Linked DNA regions of Mus musculus: region 2 is linked to region 1. A link is a contact called in public HiChIP or PLAC-seq data. All regions are on one chromosome and are shown on one strand. The core of a region is the stretch at or near the end of the contact, and the rest is flanking DNA. Distances in the headings are between cores, read along the strand shown.

Evidence for each region. HiChIP or PLAC-seq counts read pairs in DNA pulled down with a chosen protein or histone mark.
Region 2: an H3K4me3 HiChIP or PLAC-seq map of embryonic stem cells shows a contact between it and region 1, with 44 read pairs. The contact joins two enhancer-like sites. A contact is called at or near these places in 7 of 484 Hi-C or Micro-C datasets (bone marrow-derived macrophages, embryonic stem cells and nephron progenitors) and 14 of 115 datasets of contacts at active chromatin or transcription factors (double positive thymocytes, embryonic basal ganglia, embryonic hindbrain and 6 more).

Annotation. Positions count from the first base shown.
Region 1 is chr12:117,443,797-117,450,711 of GRCm38.p6, reverse strand. No RefSeq gene overlaps it. Among named protein-coding and RNA genes, the nearest start is that of Gm31482, 19 kb to the left of the region's middle. Within about 2 kb of position 3,196, at least 123 of the 459 cell types and tissues checked have an H3K27ac peak or open chromatin away from gene starts, as enhancers often do. A contact at or near this core is called in embryonic stem cells, where this site is marked.
Region 2 is chr12:117,678,884-117,685,697 of GRCm38.p6, reverse strand. All of the region lies in intron 9 of Rapgef5 (Rap guanine nucleotide exchange factor (GEF) 5), which reads right to left. Among named protein-coding and RNA genes, the nearest start is that of Rapgef5, 150 kb to the right of the region's middle. Within about 2 kb of position 1,532, at least 17 of the 459 cell types and tissues checked have an H3K27ac peak or open chromatin away from gene starts, as enhancers often do. A contact at or near this core is called in embryonic stem cells, where this site is marked.

The DNA of each region.
Region 1 (6,915 bases), core at 1,947-4,446:
TGTGTTCTAGACTGCCTTAACCTTAGATGTGAGGCCAAGGAGCCTGACTTCAGAATTCTGTGTTCCTGACCCTCATCCTCAGGCGACTTTTCCTGGGTAAATGTCCTCAATTATGTTTTTTGAATGAATAAATAAAGATGAAGGGGTGAACAAACAGAAAGAAAGTAATAGTGCCAAGTCCAACCATGCGGGTGGAAAGGTGGCAGCAGAGAAAGTTGCTCCCAAACCCTTCTTTCCTGCCCCAGAGGTGATAGACTCTGAGTTGGAACCAGGATTTCCTAGGGACAAGTGACCTAAGCAAGCAGGCTTGTTTACACAGCACACAGCTGCCAATTCAAGGAGGCAAGAAAACAAAGGTGCTTTCCACACCCTGCTGATAAGGAGGCTTCCCTGGGGCTGTTTACTCTCTCAGAGGATAGGATGCTGCCCCTGCAGAGGCCTGGATGCTAACAGAAGGCCCTGCAGTTCAGGGAGGTGGCTAGGGCAGCAGCCTGGAGGCTCCCACCCAGTAACTACAGTGGGAGTAGAGGGCTGTAGTGCCTGAGGTCAACTGTACCTAGTGCTAGGTCTCAGGAGCTGGGGACAAATGACTGAGATTTCTATTAACATACCAAACACGATGGCCAGCTCTTCCAGCATGTCTCACTACCTGTAGCCCCTCCAAGCTCTTCCAATATAACACAGTACTTGTGGCCCCTCTCAACTCTCCCAGCATCCCTCAGTACCTGTAGTCCCTCCCAGCGAAGGCCTGTTTTGTACACTATAAAGTTTACCCTTGCGTTATTCAAATGCTGATTTCTCTGCCATCATATCTAGTTTCAATCCAGACTTGGCACTGTAATGCTTATATCAAGAATCTCCTGTCTCTCTATCAACCAACCAGACCTCCTAGAGCTCTCAGAGACTAAGCCATCAACCCAAGAGTACACATGGTTCCAGCTGCATATGTAGCAGAGGATGCCCTTGTCAGGCATCAATGGGAGGAAAGGTCCTTGATCCTATGAAGGCTCGAAAGATGCCCCAGTATAAGGGAATGATGACAGGGGGGTGGGAGTGGGTGGGTAGGTGGAAGGGAGGATGGGATGGGGGTTTCCAGGAGGGAGGAAACTGGGGAAGGGGATAACCTTTGAAATGTAAATAAAGAAAATATCCAATTTAAAAAAAAAGGCACACACACACAAAAAGAATCTCCTGTCTCAAGTTTGTATAAACTGTTCTTACCACTTATTCTTTTCCTCATCAATAAATGCTGACCACCCAATGGGTGGGCAGAAGAGAGAATAGAGTGGGATGTTCCACTAGCAAGAGGAAGGAAAGAGGGAGATTCAGATGGGTGAGAAAGATGGAGGAATTGGAGCCATGAAGAAGGGGTGAAAAGGTCAGCTCAAGAACTTTGGGAAGGTCATGAAACACTCACCCATCCAGAAGGGAGGGGCTACTTAGCATTTCTCAGACCACAGGTTGGGCCCTGGTAAGCTAAGGCTCCCCGGAGTCTTACAGGGGTCCAAGAGAAGCAAATCAATAATAATATACAGGTATTGTGGGAAGGGGCTGGGAGGTAGCCAGATTGGTAGACATTTAAGGCACATCATTTGACTGCTCAGATAATACGGTAAATAAAATTTATTTATTTTAAATAAATCTTGTTTCCCCTGGGACGTTACTGGGGATTAGCATGAGGTGAATAAATACAGCCCCCAGATTAATTCACCATTTACATTTATAATAAGAATAATTTATTTACATTCAAGCTTTCCCAGTATCTTTGGTACTTGTGGCTCCTCCCAACACTTCTCACCCCACTTCCTACCCTAAACCTCTCCCTCCCAGGGCCTGGGCTTCTGTTTCCCTTGCCCCAGCCTGATACCTACATAACTCAACTATTTTGGCCTGGGCCGGGCCACCTCTTACTGAGGTCCAGGTCCACTCTCTTTCTCTCCCTTTCTGCCTTTCTTCTCGTCGTCTGGTTTGGTCCCTTGGCCGTGTTCAGCCTGGACTCTTCTTCCCTCTGCCTGCTTTCTCCCTTTTATCTACAATAAATATCCCCATACTTTAGGAGTAGTCACATCCTCCTTTTACTCGTGATTTCATTCACCTATCTCATTCTCCGCACTGTGAGTCATGGCTGGGCAGGGCCCAGTGAAAACTGGCAATTAATGTCTTTGCTGATCTGGTTCTACCGTTACCCTACCTGTGTGCCCTTATTGTGCCTACTTTGGCACGGGGAGAAAAGGAGAGGGGGGGGGGTAAAATGAAATATGCAATCTCTTCTATTTTTAGGGAGGTGTCTTTGGGAATCACACCCACCCATCCTGAGGAAGCCCACAGACAAAATGTCCCATCAGCCTGGAGGCTGCCTTAGCAGACCGTGGCAACAGGAGACACAAGGACCCCAGGCAGAACAATAGGGTGGATTGTGCCTCTCACGGGAATTTTACTTCTGACTCTGAATAACAAGTTTTGATCTCAGGCTTGCTGCCAGCTAGCAAGCGAAACCCTTCCAAACGTAGGTTTCCCCCTGGAGACTTAAGAGTTTCACCTAGGAACTTGGTGTGGATGAGCTATGCTATGCACACAGTACGGCCATGTAAAAACGGTCAGGAAACTCACGGTCCTGAGCTATTAGACGAGAGCTGGGACATGACGACAGCTCCCACTAAGCCAGCAATTGTACAGCCTGCCCTGTAAGGTGTGCGTTTCCTGCGGGTTGGATGGGATCACGGTACAAGGGAGCCACAATGACGACTGTACTGGTCGAGCTTGAGACCCATGATCCAAAGCAGAGAGGAGAAAGGGGCCCTTGTTTCTGCTGCACAGGTTCATCTCAGACGCCTGGATGGTGGGGCTAACTAGTTTGAGAATATCTGGTCAGGGCTGAAGGAGTTTCTAAATCTTTCCATATTGTTTTCAAGTGCAGCAGCACAGGTTCTCTTGGGAAAACAGCAGAGTTGAGCCATACAAGGACAAAGACTCTTGTCTGCAAGATCGCATCGAACCCCATTGTGCTTTCAGGTCAGGCCACTGATATCTGAACTCTTCAAGCTGTGTCAACCCCTCTCTCATCTCGTCTCCTGGTGCCGTGTGAGGTGCTTGAAGGAGCCAGCGGCAAAGGAAACTATAAATGCCCTTCCTTGTCCCCTCCAGCTGGCGTCCCTCAGAGTCCGCTGCTCAGGCGCAAAGAGGGAAGCACCTGCATCTTTCTGGGCACCTCCCAGCATGAGGCTGGCTTCCGGCCCTCAGCCTTTGAACGTTGCTTTGTGTGACCTCTCCACCTCTGTGGAAGCTGAAGTGCTCCAGCCTCCCTGCTGCAAGTGCAGGGCACCAGTTTCAGCCTGTAGCTCCCCCCCCCCCCCCAACTCCCGATTCCTAGGGCCAAGGAACCAAAGCAGCAGAGGGTAAAAGAGGGAGGGGTACAGAGGAAGGGGCGTGGCTTTCGGGAAATGGCGTCACTCTCCTGATTTCACTCTGTTGGGGTGGAATGAAACAACCACTCATCATCAGTGAAGCTTCTTTCCCCTTGATGAACTGGAAAAGCTATAACTGGAGGACTTTTCAAAAACCAATCAATGAATAAATAGTTCCATTTCCCCCGCTTGGTTTTTATTTATGAAGTGTGGGCTGAGAGATCCCTTGTGGACATTTTAAACACAGAGGCAGGTCACAACAGCAGCTAATGGTCAGTTGTAAATGGTTCTGCAGTATGGCTGTCACTCAGAATGAGGCATCATTTAAAAAATGAGGCTGTATGTGAGATAAAGAATAATTTAAAGGCCCATTGGATGACAGTATTCACACTTCGTTGAGCAGAACAGCCAGGTAGTTATTTAAAAGACTCTCGCCAGGTTGGGAGTCTTACATCTCTAATCCTAGCACTCTAGAAGCTAAGAAAGGAGGGTCTATGAGAGAGTTCAGGAGCAACCTGGGTTACATAAGTGATTTCTCAGCCAGCCTGAGCTACAGAGTGGGACTGTTAACAAACCAAACTAACACCCCACATAGACCCAGAAGGCTGGTTCCTGGCCCCTGAGATTTGATTCTATTGCTAGAGGCCAGGAACAAAAATTAGCCCTTGAGTCTGTAATTCCAACCTAGATCTAACTGATCCTGACTGTGCTTTGGAAAGAGGCATCAGCGAGGACATAATGTGAGATATTCAGCCAGAAGCAAACGGAGTGGTGGCTCAGCAACTGTTTCCTGCCCCCAGGACAGTAGTTTGGTTCCCAACATAGGCATTGGCTGGCCTCACAACCACAGACAACTGTACTCACAAGCACATACACCCAAACACACACATGCACATTTTTTAAAAAAAGAAATCTATATGTTGAATTTGAGAACGAGAGCTCAACAATCCATTTTCACAATCCCCCAGATGATCAATCATACCTCACACTGAAGGCAGAGAGGCACTTGTCCCAACTCTCTACAGACACTGATGAGCAGACTGCTCTCGATCATTTTGTGGAAAAGCAACCTCGTGTGCAGAATTCTGCTTTTTCTAACAAGCACATCTTGAGACAGAGTTAGAGCTGTTTGGAACATGCAGGCTTTACTTCAGAGAGAGACTAACTCCAGGGTAGTCCTCAAATTCAACCTCCCCAGTTTCTGTGTCTTTGAAACAGGAATGCTGCCCACTCCATTAGGGTGCTCTGAGGAGTGGAAAAGCTGGAAAGCCTTGAGCCAGTGACTGGTGCTCAGCAGAAACTCAATGTATAATTTTCCTTAAACTAATGGGAATCTGGAATGAAAAAAGATTATCTATGTATGTATCTATGTATGTATCTATAAATCTATAATGTATCTATGTATGTATCTATATATCTATGTATATATATATGTATCTATGTATGCATGTATCTATATATCTATGTATCTATGTACATATGTATGCTTGTATCTATCTATATCTGTCTATGTATGTATCTATATATCTATGTATCTATGTATGTATATATGTATGCATGTATCTATCTATCTACCTACCTATGTATGTATATATGTATGTATGTATGTATGTAATGTGTGTATGTATGTATGTATGTATCTATCTATCTATCTATCTATCTATCTATCTATCTATCTATCTATCTATAGACGGGGTCTCACGAAAACATACTGTGTACCCAAACCAAGCCTTGAACTTGCTGGAGATGTTTTTTTTTTTTTTAAGATTTATTTATTATATGTGTATGAGTATGCTGTCACTGTCTTCAGACACACGAGAAGAGAGCATCAGATCTCCTTACAGATGGTTGTGAGCCACCAAGTGGTTTCTGTGAATTGAACACAGGACCTCTGGAAGAGCAGTTGGTGCTCTTATCTGCTGAGCCATCTCTCCAGCCCCACTTGCTGGAGAGTCTTAACCTTGCTAGGATTAAGACTTCCGGCTTCGTTTTCCAGAAAGCACCCAAGACTTATTTTTTACATTCCTTGATTTAAGGCAAATGTGTGAAGAACAATCCTGGATTTAAAGATGGCACAGGAAGAACTTTAACTCATTTAAGCCTGATCCTGGCTACCTCAGGCCTCCACAGTGGCCAAAACTCTACAATGTTCTGAAGCATCTTGAGCAGCATTTCACTTTCCCAGTTGACCTCTGTTGGTTGTCAAGTGTCAGGCCCACTGCCATGATATTTGGCAGGGGGCGGGGGGGGGGGGCAAAGTTCTGTCATCAACTGGTGTAAGAAAATTACTTCTGTCTGCAAATACTATTGAGTGTGGGATTCAATTGTCTAAAAGATGAGTTAGCACCATAACACATTCATGAGAGCAGATTTAGTATGGCAAGATGTGGTCCCTGCACTTTGTATTTTAGATAGTAATACTATCACATTAAAGAAAAGGCCACAGAAAAGCATGTGACAGTGACCACATCCACCCATTCTAAAGAAGAAGTAGAATGAGGTGTGGCTCATCTAAAGAACTTACAAATCACATGATGGGAACTTGGTGTCTTAAGAGTTTATTGCTGTGAAGAGACACCAAGACCACAGGAACTCATACAATGGAAAACACTTAGTTGGGGCTGGCGTATCATTTCAGAAGTTTATTTTATTAGCATCATGGCAAGATGCTTGATGGCACATAGGCAGATATGGTGCTGGAGAAGGACCATAGCTGGAGAAGGAACTGAGGGTTCTATATCTCGATCCACAGGCAGCAGGAAAAGACTGCATAGCTTGAGCTTAGGCGATGTGAAAGCCTGCTTCTATAGTGACACACTTTTTCCACCAAGACCACACCTACTCCATCAAGGCCACGCCTCCTAATAGTGTCACTCCTTATGGGCCAAGCTTTCAAACACATGAGTTTAGGAGGGCCATACTTATTCAAACCACCACATTTGGACATGTTCAAGGACCAAAGGTACTTACTAATTACCTGCATTAAGATGACAGAGTGTTGGTGGTGTGCAGCCACAGAAGTCACTTAGTACAATTAATGGTAAAGTGACTAGTGGCTTAGGGCCCAGAATGATGAATGGTGGTTTGCCGACTAGACCTTCAGCTTCAGACAAACATTTACAGAGAGGCTGCCGGGTGTTAGTTGCTTTGAGATGCATGATTTCATCTAAAGTTCAGAATTACTTTTATCATTATCTGCTTTTAACTGATGAGAATAAGAGGCATGGGGCATGGGGGCACTGGGTCAACATGTAACTGGCTGCAGGCAGATCCAGGACACCACCTTGGTTTTGTGGCTCTGAGTCCAAGGTTGATTTACATCACAGTTGTTCCCTTATGAAAGGCCAGGTGAGTATTTTATCACGGAGTCAGAACTTCCATCATCTATTATTCGGATGACCAAAGGAAGATACACAGGCTTAAGGGATACATTGTTATAAGTTACTCCATCAGCCACGGGCCATAGGATTGGAGGAGACATTTACTTAAGGGATACATTGTTATAGGTTAC
Region 2 (6,814 bases), core at 283-2,782, 240 kb before region 1:
GAAATGAGATTTAATGGGAACAACACAGTAAGAGATGAAGGCTGATAGCAACAGTCTCTGGGAAGTTACAAGGAGATGAGGACTTGGTGAGCCAGGAGGAGCTGGAAGGAGGAGCAGGGAACAGCATCAGGAGGTCCAGGGAAGAGCCTGCCCCATTGATGTTCAAACTGACAAGCCTAAGAAAAGATCTGCTGGCATCACTTTGGGGCAAGAGGTAAGAAGGAGGAGCCATAGCCCAGGTGCTCTGGAAGCTAAGGCAGGAGGATCACATGTTCAAGCCAACCTGAGGCAAGGACCAAAACACTGACTGAAGCTTGGAAAGGGGGCCTGGGATATAGCTTAGTGGTAAAGAAAGCTCTGAAACTTTACATTTAATTCACAGATGAGGGAGGAGGCAGAAGAGGAAGGAAGGGAGGGAGGGAGGGAGGGAGGGAGGGAGGGAGGGAGGGAGGGAGGGAAGGAAGAGAGAGGGAGGGAGGGAAGAAGGAGGAAGGGAGGGGGAGGGAAGAAAGGAGGAAGGAAGGGAGGAGGGGGGAAGGGAGGGAGGGGGAGTGGGACGGAGGAGTGTTAAGGAAAGGAGGGAGATGGTGTGGAAGTCTCAGGGCAACCTGAGACTTTCAATGTGTAGGGCTGGGGAGCTTGAAGACACTGTGGCCCTTGCTGAGTAGGAACACAGAACACAAATGCAGGATCAGGCTACAACAGAGTCCTCTTCCTTTCAGATAGAATCCGACAGCTCAGTGAAGCAGAAACAAGCTGGAGAGATCATATGCAATGGTTTCTTAGTACACTGGTACTGAGGCAGCCTCTGGAGGAGGGGTGTGTGGTGAGGTTGGTAGCCTAAATAAGACATTACTGGAAAAGTGGCCTCAGGGATGCAGCAGGGGACGAACCAGTTATGAAGAGAAAGACTGCCCGGCGGCTTTGTGAACTGCTGAGGCTAGAAAAGACATTTGTGGTTTTATGACTTTCTTGCTGCTCTAAGTGCTTAGGAGCCTTAACGGAAATGAGTGACTGATGAAGCCCATCCAGGGTAAGGAATACACAGGGAGCTATCAGAAGCCAGGGTGGGGAGAGGACCCAGGGATCAGGCACATCAGGAAAATAGCCCTTCATCACAGAGTGTCTGAAGGGGCAGATCCATTGTGAAAACTGAGGGCTGCTGACCATCAACCACATGGGCTAACAGCATAGGCTTTATTCAAGGGAGCAAAGGCTCCACAGTTCTGAGTAGTGAAGACTAAGGGGAGGGACAGAGGCCCCTGAATGACACCAGTACTTTGGGTTGGGTCCTAGGTTCCAGATTTACTACAATGCTGACAACTTCCTAAGTGGTTAGTGCACTAAAAGCGTCTTTGGTTTGAGCTTTTAGCCTCTTGTCCTTGATCCCTTGAAGCAGCTTGAACAGGTCCAGAATTACAAAGGAAGAAGGCAACTTTTTTCATTTAAAACAAATCCCTTTCCACATGCCCAACTGGAATTTATGTTAATGAGGTCACAGTGGGGAAAGTCACCAAATAACCCCACCATAGGAGGCCAGGTTGCTAAGGAAACCAACCACCTGCTCAGAGGGCTCACTGCCCCTGTCCTCATCCCTAAAGGTTTTAGTGGTCACCAAGGCCCAATGACCTAATCAATTATGCATGCATAAGGAACTCGGTATGAAGGACCGAGTTCAAGGGTTTCTGGGAAAGTGAGTGAGGGTCCATCCACCTGTCCAGAAGGCAGTGCATCCCAGCTGCACAGAAAGCAGTTGTACCTAGGACATATGCCTTTGCTGTTCATTTGTGTCCTTTAAAATATTCTTTACAATAAACTGGTAAATGTATCTCCTGGGTTCTGAAGCCACTTTAGAAAATGACTGGAACCAAAGGGGTAGATTGTGGAAACGCCAATGTACAGCCAATAGATCAGAAGCATGGATAAAACAGCCTGAAGCTCCTGATTGGCATCAAACTTTGGGGCTCAGCCTACAGGGTCTGATGCTACTCCCTGGTAGACAGTGTCATATACAGTTGAATTATGGGTAGTTGAGCTTAGATCACTACAGAACTGACCATTTTTCTGGTTGGTAGGGGACCCCCTCACACATATCTGGTCACAAAAGTATTCTGTGTTGACAGCTGAGTAAGAAAGAAAAAGCCCTGTGCTGCCCTTGACAGCTGAGTAAGAAAGAAAAAGCCCTGTGCTGCCCCAAGCCACAATTTTAGACCCTGACACATGGGAGCTGAGCTGGCAGTTACAACCAGACCTTAATGTTCTGTTCTACACGATTTTGTAGGGAATCAACAGCAGACAATGTCACTAAATAATCACAGCGGGTCAAAACAAAAATGCAGCCTTTTAGTTATTATATCCGAATGAAGAATGAATATTGTTCAACCCACAAAATCCCCCAAAGCCTGTCTGCTACCTGCTGCTCTTTCTTTGCCCTAGCCTGCATTCTCTGTTGGGAGGATAAGACTTAGTCACAGAATTACCCTAGTTTCTAGACAGTAATCCAGAGCAAAGCCTCACTTCCTTGGGATCTTTCCAAGGTCAAATCCCGGAGTACCTTCCTGTAACTCTTTCTCTAGGATCCCCTTCTAGAGCATGAAGTCTCAAGATGCGTACACAACAGCAATGAGGCCAATTCAGTCACCTGCAGGGGTGGTCCTGGAGGTGGTCTCTGATGAGGTTAACAGGGTCTCATGCTGCCCTGGAACTAGAGTGATAAAGGAGATGGCACAATGGAGTTTTGGAGAAAAAGCACTTATTGGTAAGGTGTTAAGTGTCAGGCATTCCTGTCAGTGATAGAGGGGCATGAGGCGTATGAGTATGACGGGAAGGCAGAAGCCAGACAACGAGTCCTTCAAGGAAAATGGGACAGCATCCTGGAGTGAGGACCAGAGGACCAAGCCAGTGGCATGGACTCTGAGGAGTAATGGCTTTGGGAGATGGGTTGAGGGTATGGATGGCTTACGTTGCAGGAGGTACCATGTTCTTTTCTACTTCTTTAGGGAAGTCCTCACCCTCTAACACACACTTTAATCCCAGATCTGATCTCATTCCCACTTCAGGGATGGCACAAGGAGCTCTGGCAAGTAGCTAAGTGGACTCCTCAGAGTTCTGCCCATGGGCACATTACTGGAGACAGTAGAAGAAGAGGAGGCACAAATGCAAGTAGTAAGTAGTCCTCAGATGACAGTGGGGGAGCCTGTGTGATAAGAGTGGAATTGAGTGCTGAGGCTTATGGTCTCCTGCAAAGAGCCTTCTGGAGGAAGAAAACAGATGAGGGCTCCTAAGGTCCACCCCCACCACCACCCCCCGCCCCAATTCCTTATGCCTGATCCATTCTCTGGATGAACAACATTGATGATTTTACTCAGTTCGACTATACTGCTATCCGGAACTTGAATTCAGAAAGCACAACAGAACAACCACCTTCAAATGACCTAGATTCACTTCCATGGTCATGCTCAGATTCTTGTGCTTCTACATCAAACCTGTGGGGTTTTTTCCCCCCATTTATTTATATGGACAATTGTATTTGTATTTACAGATTGAAAATATAGAGTTGTAAATATACTTTTTTTTTAAGGGAAGGAGAACGGGTGTTCACAGTTTAGGAGGCCTTAATTTTATTTGAGCCAAATTTCTAGTTACATTTGCATTTTCATACATTACAGTATGACCAAGAAAAAGTGGTGACAGATGCATTTCTCAGCCTGCTGGAAGGGTCATGACCCTTAGCTTGATTGTTTCCACTATTCCCAATTCCCATCCCAGGTGCTCTTGTAAGCAGCCCTGGCTTCTCCAGGCACAGCACATCTCTGATGCCCTGTGAGTGAATGCTTTGTAAGAGCCCTTGCCTAGAGGCTCAGATTATGGGCTTTGAGAGCCAAGAACCTCTGACTGTGTCCTGAGATAAACCATCTTATAAGCAGAAATTCATATTTATCATCTCATCTAAGGAGGTTTGCTTCTTTGAAAATTCTCCTGACACTAACTCCCTCATTCAGATAAGATGTCCAAAAACATCCAATTCCAGCACCCATCATCTGACTGTATGACCTCTGGTTACCTACTTTCTGTTTCTCTTTCGCTAAATGATGGCATTCCAAGGACAGGGACTGTGCCTTCTGTCCTTTTTCTAAAGAATGGGTCAGGGCCAGGCACATGATATTCACTTGATAAGGATGTACTGAGCATGCAAATCCATGAGCAAGCAAAAGAGGAGGGACCCCAGCTGCCTCATACGGCTCAAGGTCACCTTGCTGTAAGGCTCTCACGCTCCCACTCACCCTCCACTCAGACCTTTCCTCCTGCACTGGGCATGACAGAACATGTTTGAACTGAAGTGTTCAAGCTGCCCACTCCACATGTGCTAGGGGTTCTAGCAAACGAAGCTCCTAGGCAACTAATGCTTAAGAGGTCAGGTATCTCAGCACTGGTAAGGCAAGCATTAAGTGGTGTTGTCCCTTAGGTCTATGTCTGTGAACAACCAAAACAGCTGGCGGTCATGAACGTGTCAGACGGTGGGCTCTGTTATGAAGCCTTTGTATTCCTAACCTCCTGTTTGTACTTCATTCTCCCCTAACTAGATTTCCCCTCACATGGTCCACTGCTCTAAAATCATACCTGGTGTGGGACAGTCTGAGAGAACCTTTCAGACAGAAACTGTTAACAGTGCCCTAATCTGACAGCATTGGCACCAGGACGTCATAGGATGAGCACTGGTCTCAGCTACTTCCCTTTGAGCTCCTGATACAACAATCCTGGTACTAACTTACAAGTACACTGTTTACAGTCAACAGCTTGCTGTGCATCCTTCCATCACACAGCCTTGGCTTGATTCGTCTCACCTCCAGAAAGCCAGGACCTTGACCTCCAGTCCTATTTGGTGGTCCTGTGTGACCCTGTGAACCATATGAACCTCTCCCTCTTCACCCCCCCCACCCCCGCCAGAGAGCTGTTAGTTTCCTGTCTTTCACAAACTATTAACTTTCCTGAAATAGAACCTTCATTTTGCACTCCAACAATCTGCAGGATCTCGACAGGCTGCACTCACTCAGTGAACAGTCACTCAATACATTCATGAATAAAAAAGGATGAGTGGACAGATGTGGATTTTAAAGTGAAACATGGCAGGAGACACTTTCAAGGAGGCAGGGGCAGGGGGCACCAGGTTACCCTGGTGGTGGATATCGGCAGCCACTATGCTACCTTGACCACCATCAGAAGTGAGGCACTCAGAGAGACAGGCTAACCCAAGGGTCATGACAAACAGGCTAGGAGTTATTTACCAGCTCAGAGTGACCCACTCTCACTAGAGAGACTTGCACGGAAACCAGCAACAGACAACCCAGGACTCAGTCACTTTTCAAGGTTATTTATAGCTTTTTGATGTGTGTGAAACATCATGCAGTCACTAAATCACAAGAAGCTAATGCAATTTGCTTATACAGCAGTAGAGGCAACCAGAACTAATGAGATGGTGCTGCTGGATTCGAGAACTAGACCCAGGAGGAATGGGACAACAGGGAAGAATCAGCCATGGCAGACAGAGAAGCTCATGTGACAACTGACATTTATTGAGGGGCTTCCCATTTGGCTGGCAAAGCCAGAGGCTGGGTCTGCATCATCTCATACCATCATTAGAGTTGTCCTATAAAGTGGACACTACGAAAAGCCAGTTTATACAGGAAGAGGCTGAAGCAGAGGGAGGAAATGTCACCTGATCTGGCGGGAACACAAAGCAGGAAGCTGATGAAGCTGATATTAAACACAGACAGGCTCCGTGTACTCCAGTGCCTTTGGTCAAGCCACAGATAACTATGAGACAGTGGGTGCTCTATTCTGAGAGACTGTAGGAGCCTGATTTACCTAAGGGCCAGACTAGGTCAGTCGGGTTGGTGAGTCAGATGACAGGTGAGTCGAGGCCTTATGGATGTTCAAAACTGCCAAGACAGTAAGTATTTACATTTGAGTGGCCTCCTGGTTTGGGAAGACCACCTTAAGGATTACAGTTCAAGAGAACAGGAGGGTTGACAGGTGGCTAGGATGGTGCAAGTTCAGAATCCAGCCAACTGCTGTCAGGTAAAGCTCAAGTCAGAGCACTGGAAAATGCAGAAACTGAGGCAGGGGCCCAAAAAGAAAGACCCTTGTATCCAGCAAAGACTGGATTAGACCCAGAACCAAGAAGGTCAAATCATACAGAGGCAGAAGATACAAAAACTGCCTTGCCTCCAGAGATCCAAGAACTGGGCAGGCATTGTACAGTTTTAAAGGGTTAAGATTGTTTTGTAAATTTTGCCTCAAATAAAAAAGAAGGGGGAAGGTTAGTGCTGTTACTCAGTGGTTGCTCGTCTAACATGGACAAGGTCATGGGTTCAATACCCTCCCCGGGACTGTGCAAAACACAATGCATCCATGAGCCTGTGGACACAGTGTTCTGACTGTTGAGTCCTGAGAAACATGTGTTGTGAGGCTAGCTTGGACTGCCAGGATGTCCAAGACAGAGCAGAGTAGAAAAAACCAATGTCAGTGTGTTGTTTCCACTCAGAGCTTCTGAGCCACGTAGGAGAGGGAGTGCTGGCTTACTAACCACATGCTGCAGGTAATTTTCCACCTGTGGGTGGCAAGATAAAAGAGGCTGAGGTGGCTCTGAGAGGCTGTACAAACAGATGCAATAAGACAGCTCTCCAGCTGAGTTTGGAGCCTGTGAGCAAGACTGGAGAACACCTGGAGACATCTAGATGGAGATGAGGCAGTTCGTCAGCCTTTCCAGGACTGAGTTTTATATAATTCATTTGTCTCGATTCCACTCTTCTCC